2 separate regions of the Oryctolagus cuniculus genome follow, and region 2 is linked to region 1. Evidence: chromatin contacts called from public Micro-C data. All regions are on one chromosome and are shown on one strand. Each heading gives the region's core, a stretch centred on a gene start, on an enhancer-like site or on the middle of the called end of the contact. The rest is flanking DNA. Distances are from core to core; before and after follow the strand shown.

The links. A called contact is a pair of places that touch in the nucleus more often than the background predicts.
Region 2: a contact with region 1 is called in a Micro-C map of ear pinna, with 2.7 times the contacts expected there. The contact joins two enhancer-like sites. A contact is called at or near these places in 5 of 6 Hi-C or Micro-C datasets (ear pinna, embryonic fibroblasts, psoas muscle and 2 more).

The regions. Positions count from the first base shown.
Region 1 is chr13:79,442,968-79,446,806 of mOryCun1.1, reverse strand. No RefSeq gene overlaps it. Among named protein-coding and RNA genes, the nearest start is that of ASB13, 110 kb to the left of the region's middle. Within about 2 kb of position 1,741, at least 3 of the 8 cell types and tissues checked have an H3K27ac peak or open chromatin away from gene starts, as enhancers often do. A contact at or near this core is called in ear pinna, where this site is marked.
Region 2 is chr13:79,509,315-79,513,153 of mOryCun1.1, reverse strand. No RefSeq gene overlaps it. Among named protein-coding and RNA genes, the nearest start is that of ASB13, 48 kb to the left of the region's middle. Within about 2 kb of position 2,098, at least 5 of the 8 cell types and tissues checked have an H3K27ac peak or open chromatin away from gene starts, as enhancers often do. A contact at or near this core is called in ear pinna, where this site is marked.

The DNA of each region.
Region 1 (3,839 bases), core at 492-2,991:
AGACCTGAGGTCACCAAACTTCACAAACGGGGAAACTGAGCCATAGGGAGCTGAAGTACCTTGCCCAAAGTTTCATGGCTGGTGAACAAGATTTGAACCAAGCCATCTTTCAACTGTTGCCTCAAAGTAATAACGATCAGAAAGCTCTTCAAGGGGAAGTGCACCAAATATGAGCCGTGTAGCCAGGGTAGGAGGCTTTGCAGAGAAAGAAGGCGTGGGCAAGAAGCACGCGGGTCCCGAGTGTTCAGGCAATGGGAGTAGGTCATATTGGCACTCCTGCACTGTGGGTGCGTCACAGAGACACCTGGATGTGAAGAAGGGGTGTCTGAGGATCCATGCTGGTTGGCCACACATTTATGGATATACCTTTGAGAGTCCAGTACCCTCTCTCCCCTCTGGCTGCAGCTTGTTTACAGCTATCCACGAAACATCAGCTGCCTGATGAGCCAGGGACGGGGCACACTGCCTTGTGCCCTTTGGATCCTGAAGCTTGTACTTAAGCATTAACCCGGGGCAGGGGAGGTGGAAGCTTTGCAGGAACAGATAAGAGCAATGGCGTTGTGACAAGAAGGAGGCCTGACTAGCTGAACAGATCACCTATTTGGTGCCTTGGTTTCCTCACAGGGTGTCTAAAGGAATGGAGTGTGTTAATAGCTGTAAAATGCTTGTCCCAGGGAACATCCTTGGTAGTGGACATGACTGTTGTGACAAGGGTAGAAGAGCCTGGGTTCTGACTGTTATCTAGCTGAGGAGTACCTCCCATAACCTCTCTGCACCTCACTTTTCCCCTGAGTCATTGCTGATCCCTTATGGTGAGCCTGTGACTGGTCCAGAGAAATCCTGCACTTGCTGGCCCTTTGAGAGATCAAGCTGATGGGCAGGCCTCCTGCCCAGTCTGTTGAACTCATAAAGCCTCATCACCTGATTCTCCCTCCTTTGCTGGCTGTGCAGCAAGCGTGGGTAGGCTGGGAGCCTTTCCGCATCAGATAATTAAATTCCTTGTATATTTATTAGGTACAAGAACATCTTGTGCTGCTCACTCCGGGGGAACTATGTCCATGTTGTCCTGAGCCTCCTACAGCTTGACCTCAGAGGTGGACCAGGGGAATCAATCTGTCTGCAAATGATTGCAGGAAGCCCTTGGGTGCACAGAAGCAGGATATGGTTCTTAGATGTGATCTACACAGAGTCAGAAGCTTATGCCAGTGATGGGAGTCTCTGTGGTGCCTTGGCGGCCAGATTTCCTGATGTGTGAAAACAGCCTGACTTCCAGGGGTCTCTGGGTTCTCAAATATCCAAACCCACCTTCTAGGGCTATCGTGAAGATCTTATGAAACCATGCATGGAAAACTCAGCATACCCCACCTAGCCTACAAGTCCTTGCTCCTCTGCTTGCTAAATTGTCACACCCGCTCTAGAAAACATCAGTCATATAGCAACAATTTCCCAAATGGAGAAGACATTTCTATTAGAAAGTCGATTGGGTCAATGTTGCGAGTCTGTTTCCTGGCTTTACTATTCACTCACCAGCTGCATGATTTCTCTTTCCTATGTTTAATTTCCATTGAGGGCTTGGTTCTGTGCTGGTTTAAATAACTTTTGTGAGGGAGACTGAATGACTCAGTGGACAAAACCACGTGTTTGCCCTTAGCAATGTATTTAATCTCTCTGAACTTTAGATTCCTTATGTGGTAATGCAGGCAGGCACAACGAAACCAATCCACTGCAGATCGTGTGGGTGTAAAGAACTCTATGAGGAAATGCTGCAGTGGCACGTAGCAGGGAGAGGCACAAGGAAGCAGTTTGGTGCTGTCCTGGGAAGGGATGAATGGATTTGGGGAGAATGTGCTCTGGCTGTGCGAGGCAATCCCAAGAAAGCTGCACAAGTGGCTTCAAGATCCAACTGGGTTTGGGGAACAGGCTAACACAGAGAACGTATGGCTGTTTGCTCAGATGCCTGTAAATGTGTTTGCATTTATATATGGCAGGTGACAACAACAGAGAGAGAGAGATGAGTTGCTGACAAGTCCCCTCCAAACCTAGGAATTCTATAAGGGTACCAGAGATACCCACAGAGCTCTGCCAAGTGGCCCAGACTCCAGACTGCTCTGCGATGATTTGAACTTCTGGACCATGGATACTAGCAGGCCTGGAGTGACGCTGCTCACCCTGCAGCCTTGGCTGTGGTCTCTAGGAAGGTCCCTGCTATCTGCCTTCCTTCCTCCTGCTGATGGATATTCCAGGGGCGGGGGCGGGGGCAGAGGAAGAAGCTGGCATGGAGCTTGCTGAGCTGGCTATCCTCCTAGGAACCACTTCCTTTGCAAAAATCAACTTTCAGGAAATAGGAGAGTAGCTCCTCTGAGAAAAAAGTTGGAATCTCTGACTCAGATCAGGAACAAACACATCCAAACCCTTACACAAGTCAAATATATATGATCCTGGCCTGCTCTTAGCAAGTCTACTGCCTGAAGAGGGAGAAAAAGATCTCCAAATGGGACCACTTTTAAGATTCATGGTTGTTCCCCAGTCCCCCCAGAATCAACTGTTCTGGCTCTATTTATTCAGCTCAATTTTTAAAAAGAGAATGAGCTTCCAGGGTTTGGACCTAAGGTGAGGACAGTGTGCTAGTCTACTAGTTGTCCAGGAAAAGCAGCTCTCTCCTTCATGCCTGGGACCTCTAGAGCTTAGACAATCTAGACCCCCATCCTGGCCAGAGCTAGGGTTTCTCTTCTGCTCTGTGAATCCCAAGCTCAGTGAGCACTGCAAACATTATGTTAATAAATGTCAATAAACTTGCTGGAAAATATAAAATCATTTGTTATCAATAAATTTGGCTCCCATTCACCTAAGATAGTCCAGTGTGTGGTGGTACACAGTGGTGCTCAATAGGCATTTGTAGGATGGAATCTTTGCACCAGCTCTACTACCGGATTCATGGTAGCTGCCAGCTCCCTGCCTCTTCTCAGGTCCCTAGGACAAAGGCTGTGGTTTGGGAACACAGGGCTCCTGAGGACAGGGACAGAGCTTTTGTTCCACATGCTTTAGGTATATCAAGCCTAATTACTCTGCAAGGTGGATTTTGCGGGCCCATTTGACTATTGAGGTATCTGGCACTCAGAGAGGTTGAACAATTTGAGATCATACAGCTGGTAGAACTGAGATCCTCTCTACCCCTTTCTGGGGTAGATAGAGGCAAGAATATCCCCCCTCCCCAATCTTCCAACTTGTTACTGTAGGAGTTGGAGTCTTCTGTACTCTGGCTGCTTGCTTGCCTGCTATGCTCCCCTGGAATTTATGACCTCCTGCCCCTCACCAGCTCCCCTGGGATTTATGGCCCGATGCTTCCTGCCCGTTCTTCCCCGTGCCATCTCCTTTGTGTGGCCTTCCCGCCACATAACGTATATAGTCTTCACGTTTAAATGAACCAATGAACATGTTAGGTCCCAATACCTTGCCATATAGAGAATAAGAAGGTAATCTACGTAGGAGATGACCTACACCCTTGTAAGTGTGAGGCTATAAAAACCTCTCTTATGCAAATGAGAGGGCCTTTTGCCTGTGCACTGCTAAAGGGCTATGTGCGGGTAGGTGGTCCCAGCAGGCTGGTAACAAATAAACCTCTGCTTTTGCATCCACAGCTGTGCCTTGTGCATTGATTGGGAAATTCGGACACAACATTACACTTAGAGCAGACATTGAAGAAAGGAGAAGACAGGGAATCACGGTGGGGTGTTCAGTATCAATAATGGTGGTTAAGTCCACCCAGACACATGGGAACCAAACCCACACGCAGATAAAGAGAGGCAAGTTCTGAAGATGTTCATTACAAATCAAATCAA
Region 2 (3,839 bases), core at 849-3,348, 66 kb before region 1:
GTGTTGTTGGATTTATCCTTTCAGTGGGCCCCTAGCCTGTTTAAGAGAGTTTTGGGGGGTTGGTAGGGGAGCCTATGTAAACTTTGATTTCCAGGCACTGGTTGAAAAAGACCTGGCTGGTGTCTGTCTCAGAGGAAAGTGGGCAAGATACAGGCTGCAAGGTGATCTTGGTGCCTGGAGACTAGAACCTTCCACTGTCCTCCTGCTGAGGCCTGGAGTAACAACTGAATCTTGGTAGAAAAAAAAAGCCAAGAGAGTGGAGCTCAAATGAGTGGGTCCAAATTCTACCCGTTCATTCGGCACCCATAGGCATCTGGCAATGGCTCTCATGTGGTCTCGTTCAGATACCACTGCAGGGGGTAACTGACTGTTGGCTCTTCATTTTAAGTACCTCTACAAAGGTGTCAACCTCTCTAGCATTTAACCATCTCTGTATCTCAGCACTTGATCCCTAAGCAGTGGAGCAGAAGTGTTAGCTGAGTATTGACTGAATATGTAGAGCTCTAGGTTCCTCGCTCCTTGACTGATTTCCTAGGTCTATGCCCTCAAATCTGCATTCTTTTAACCCTCTGCCATCCAGGTAACATACTGCCCTAGAAGTGTGTTGACAAGATGAATCATTTTCTTTAATGGGTGGTTTCCCTTCCATCCTTTCTTTTGTTTCTTTTTGCATTAAATCATATCTTAGCACGTTGGAATTCTGGGAAGAAGGATGTAAAAATAGCCGTTCTTCAGAATGAGTGTTTTCCCATCTCTTGTTTAGTCTGGAGCTGTGTCCTCGGCCTCTGCCAGGCTGTGGTCACTGTGGAATGCACTGGTGGCAGTACGTTCCCTAGTACCCCTGCAGCTCCCTTGGCAGTGCAAGCCCTGCCTGCTCTTGCCTTCAGCCTGTGAGAGCCAGGGTAGTGAGGCTACCACGAATCATAGAAGTGGATGAGGACACTCATACAGAGTTTGTTTTGTCTTGGTGTGCTTGGAAGGCTGAGATCTAAATTCTACCTTTTTATTATCCTAAGCAAAGGAGAAACAGTCAGCTGGGAGCAGATGAAATGCTACCTGTGCTCAGAGCATTGTCTAGAACACATAGCAAGAATTTGCGAGTCTCCCGTCTCACCAACTCAACACCCAACTAACCCTCACCTACTTCCCAAGCAGTTCTTTTCTCCTTCCTGTCACTGGTGTTGGGACTCTGTGCCTGATAGGCCTTTCCTTTGGCAGGGCAGGTGTCAGAGCTCCTTGCTTTAGATTGTAGCTCCCCTTGCCAGGATCCCAGGACACACTCTCCACCCCCTACTCTCCTACAAGCCAGGCTCTAAAACCAGTCATAACATGTTCACCAAAAAGGGAGAGAAAAGTAAAAACATGTATCTTGGCCTCAAAACAAACCCAGAATGGATTCATTTCCAAACCACTTAAAACAACGACCATGACAAGGTTCTGATGATTGGGCTGTAGGGCTCTGCTTTGGTGGGGTCTTCCCTGACCTTAGAGAAAGGGTCTTTGTTGGGAAGGGAATGTGGGAATGGGGGAGCAAAGAGGGAAGAGACGTCCCCCTGGAACAGGGCTGCAAGTTTAGACTCCAGATCGGGCTTCCCACAGGCAGCCTCAGAGGGGAGGAAATGGCTGTCTGGACGGATGGCTGACTGTCAGGCCTGCATTTTCACCACCTCCTCTTCCCTCCTCCCCTTGCTTGGCCCTCCAGGCAACCTCAGCCTCTCCTGAGAGGGCCTCATGTGTGGTTTTTCTGTTAACTCCTTCCACATGTTCTGCTCAGAGCCTATGGAGCTGTTTGTTGTTGTTGTTGTTGTTTGTTTGTTTGTTTTTGCTTCTTTTGGAAGAACACTGCCCTTTCCACACATCCTTGTGGCCTGGTTCAGCAGCAAGACGCTGTGCTGGGGTTGCTTCTCCCTGTGTCCAGCTACTCCCAAGTGCTCAGGTGCATAGCTGCGGCCTGTGCAGTGGGTGATGGGTATGAGTGGTCCCTGCAGGAGGAAGGGGTTGGCAGTTGGTGGGCCGCCTGCTGCTATGATCTTTGAGAGGTGGTGGGGGAGTCCCTGACATGGAGCAGTTCCCTTCTCCTCGGCACAGTTCTGGAAAAACCCATGAGGTAGAGGCAAGAGCTGCTCTGGCAATGTCTTTTATGAGAAAAGAGGTGCAAAGATTCATCTGTCTGCTCATCCACTGTTTCAGCTTGGAGCGAGCACCCACACCACTCCGGTCTCTTTCTCTAGATTGACAGGAGAGCTGTCCCGTGCAACAGGCTCAGATTCGGACTCTGTGCACAAGGTTCTGGCTGCTGCTCTGAGCTGCTGCTCTGCAAGGTTGCAAAACCACAGGGAGAGACGCTGGAACCTTGACCCTTGGCCAGCCCAAGCCACAGCTGTTACTGATTATACAGTGTGCATCGGCCTTGGGGGTTGGGTGTCCTTTCTCTCTCCAAAGAGGAAATGCTGATGCCTCCCACAAGTTGTGGAGGAAAAAATGCAAGCCTCTGTGATTTTATGGAGACATCCAGGGCCCTGCTTCCACAGTCTGAGTGAACTGCCTCTTCCAGTATCTGCCCAAGGCTCTGGCTCAGTGTAGGGACCCAAGCACACGACTGCCGCCTGCTGCTGCCGCTGCTGCTGCTTCTTTTGATTGATTTATTAATTTGAAAGGCAGAGTTACAGAGAGGCAAAGGCAGAGAGAGAAAGGTCTTCCACCTGCTGGTTCACTCCCCAGATGGCCATAACAGCCGGAGCTGAGCTGATCCAAAGCCAGGAGTCCCTTCTGGGTCTCCCACGTGAGTGCAGGGGCCCAAGGACTTGGGCCATCCTCTACTGCTTTCCCAGGCCATAGCAGAGAGCTGGATCAGAAGTGGAGCAGCCAGGACTGGAACTGGTGCCCAAACAGGATGTAGGCACTACAGGCAGCGGTTTGCCCACTAAGCCACAGGGCCGGCTCCTGACTGTCTGCTTATCCAGCCTTATTCTTCTTTTTAGATATATTTATTTATTTGAAAATAGAGAGAGAGAGAGAGAATCTCCTACACAGCAGCTGGTTCACCTTCCAAATGATGGTGATAGCAGGGGATGCTCTAGACTGAAGCCAGGAACCCAGAGAGCTCCATGCATGTTTCCCATGTGGGTGGCAAGGGCTTTTACTGCTTTTCCAGGTGCATTCACAGGGAGTGAGCTGGATCAGAAATGGAGCAGCTGGGACTCGAACCAGTGATTGGATATGAGATGCTGCACTGCAAGTGGCAGCTTAACCTGCTGCACCACAACGCCTGCCCTTTATCCATCCTTCTGAACACAAGCTGATTTTTAAGGTTCAGTCCAGAGCCAACCTCCTCCCTGCTGAACTTGTGGTGGGAAGTAGGACTAACCTCCTAGCCTAGCCTTGCCTTTTCCAGAGCCGTGGGATCCCAGGCAACTTCTTTAGCCCCCTGAGGTTCTGTTTTCTCATGGGGAAGTTGGGGAGGTAATTATCATTCCTACCTCCAAAATTTTTAAAAGGCTTTTCATTATTATTCCAAATATCCAAAGACAGTTTCAAAGAAAAATGTTGGCAAAACAAATTACCAGGGTAGCTAATTTTATTGTACTCTTACAAGGTTCCAGGTGCAGTTTTAAGTGTTTAATCCTCAGAATATCTGTATGGAGTTGATCTTTCTATGATCACTAATTTGCTAATGAGAGAATAGAGGCCCAGAGACATCAAGAAACAAACACAAGTGTGCACACCTGTTAAGTAGCAGAGCTGGGATTCCCAGCTGGGTGTTGGACACCGAAACCCATGCTTTTAATCACTACCCTGCTTCACCCCTAATGAGAAAAAAATAATTAACCGCAGGCCCC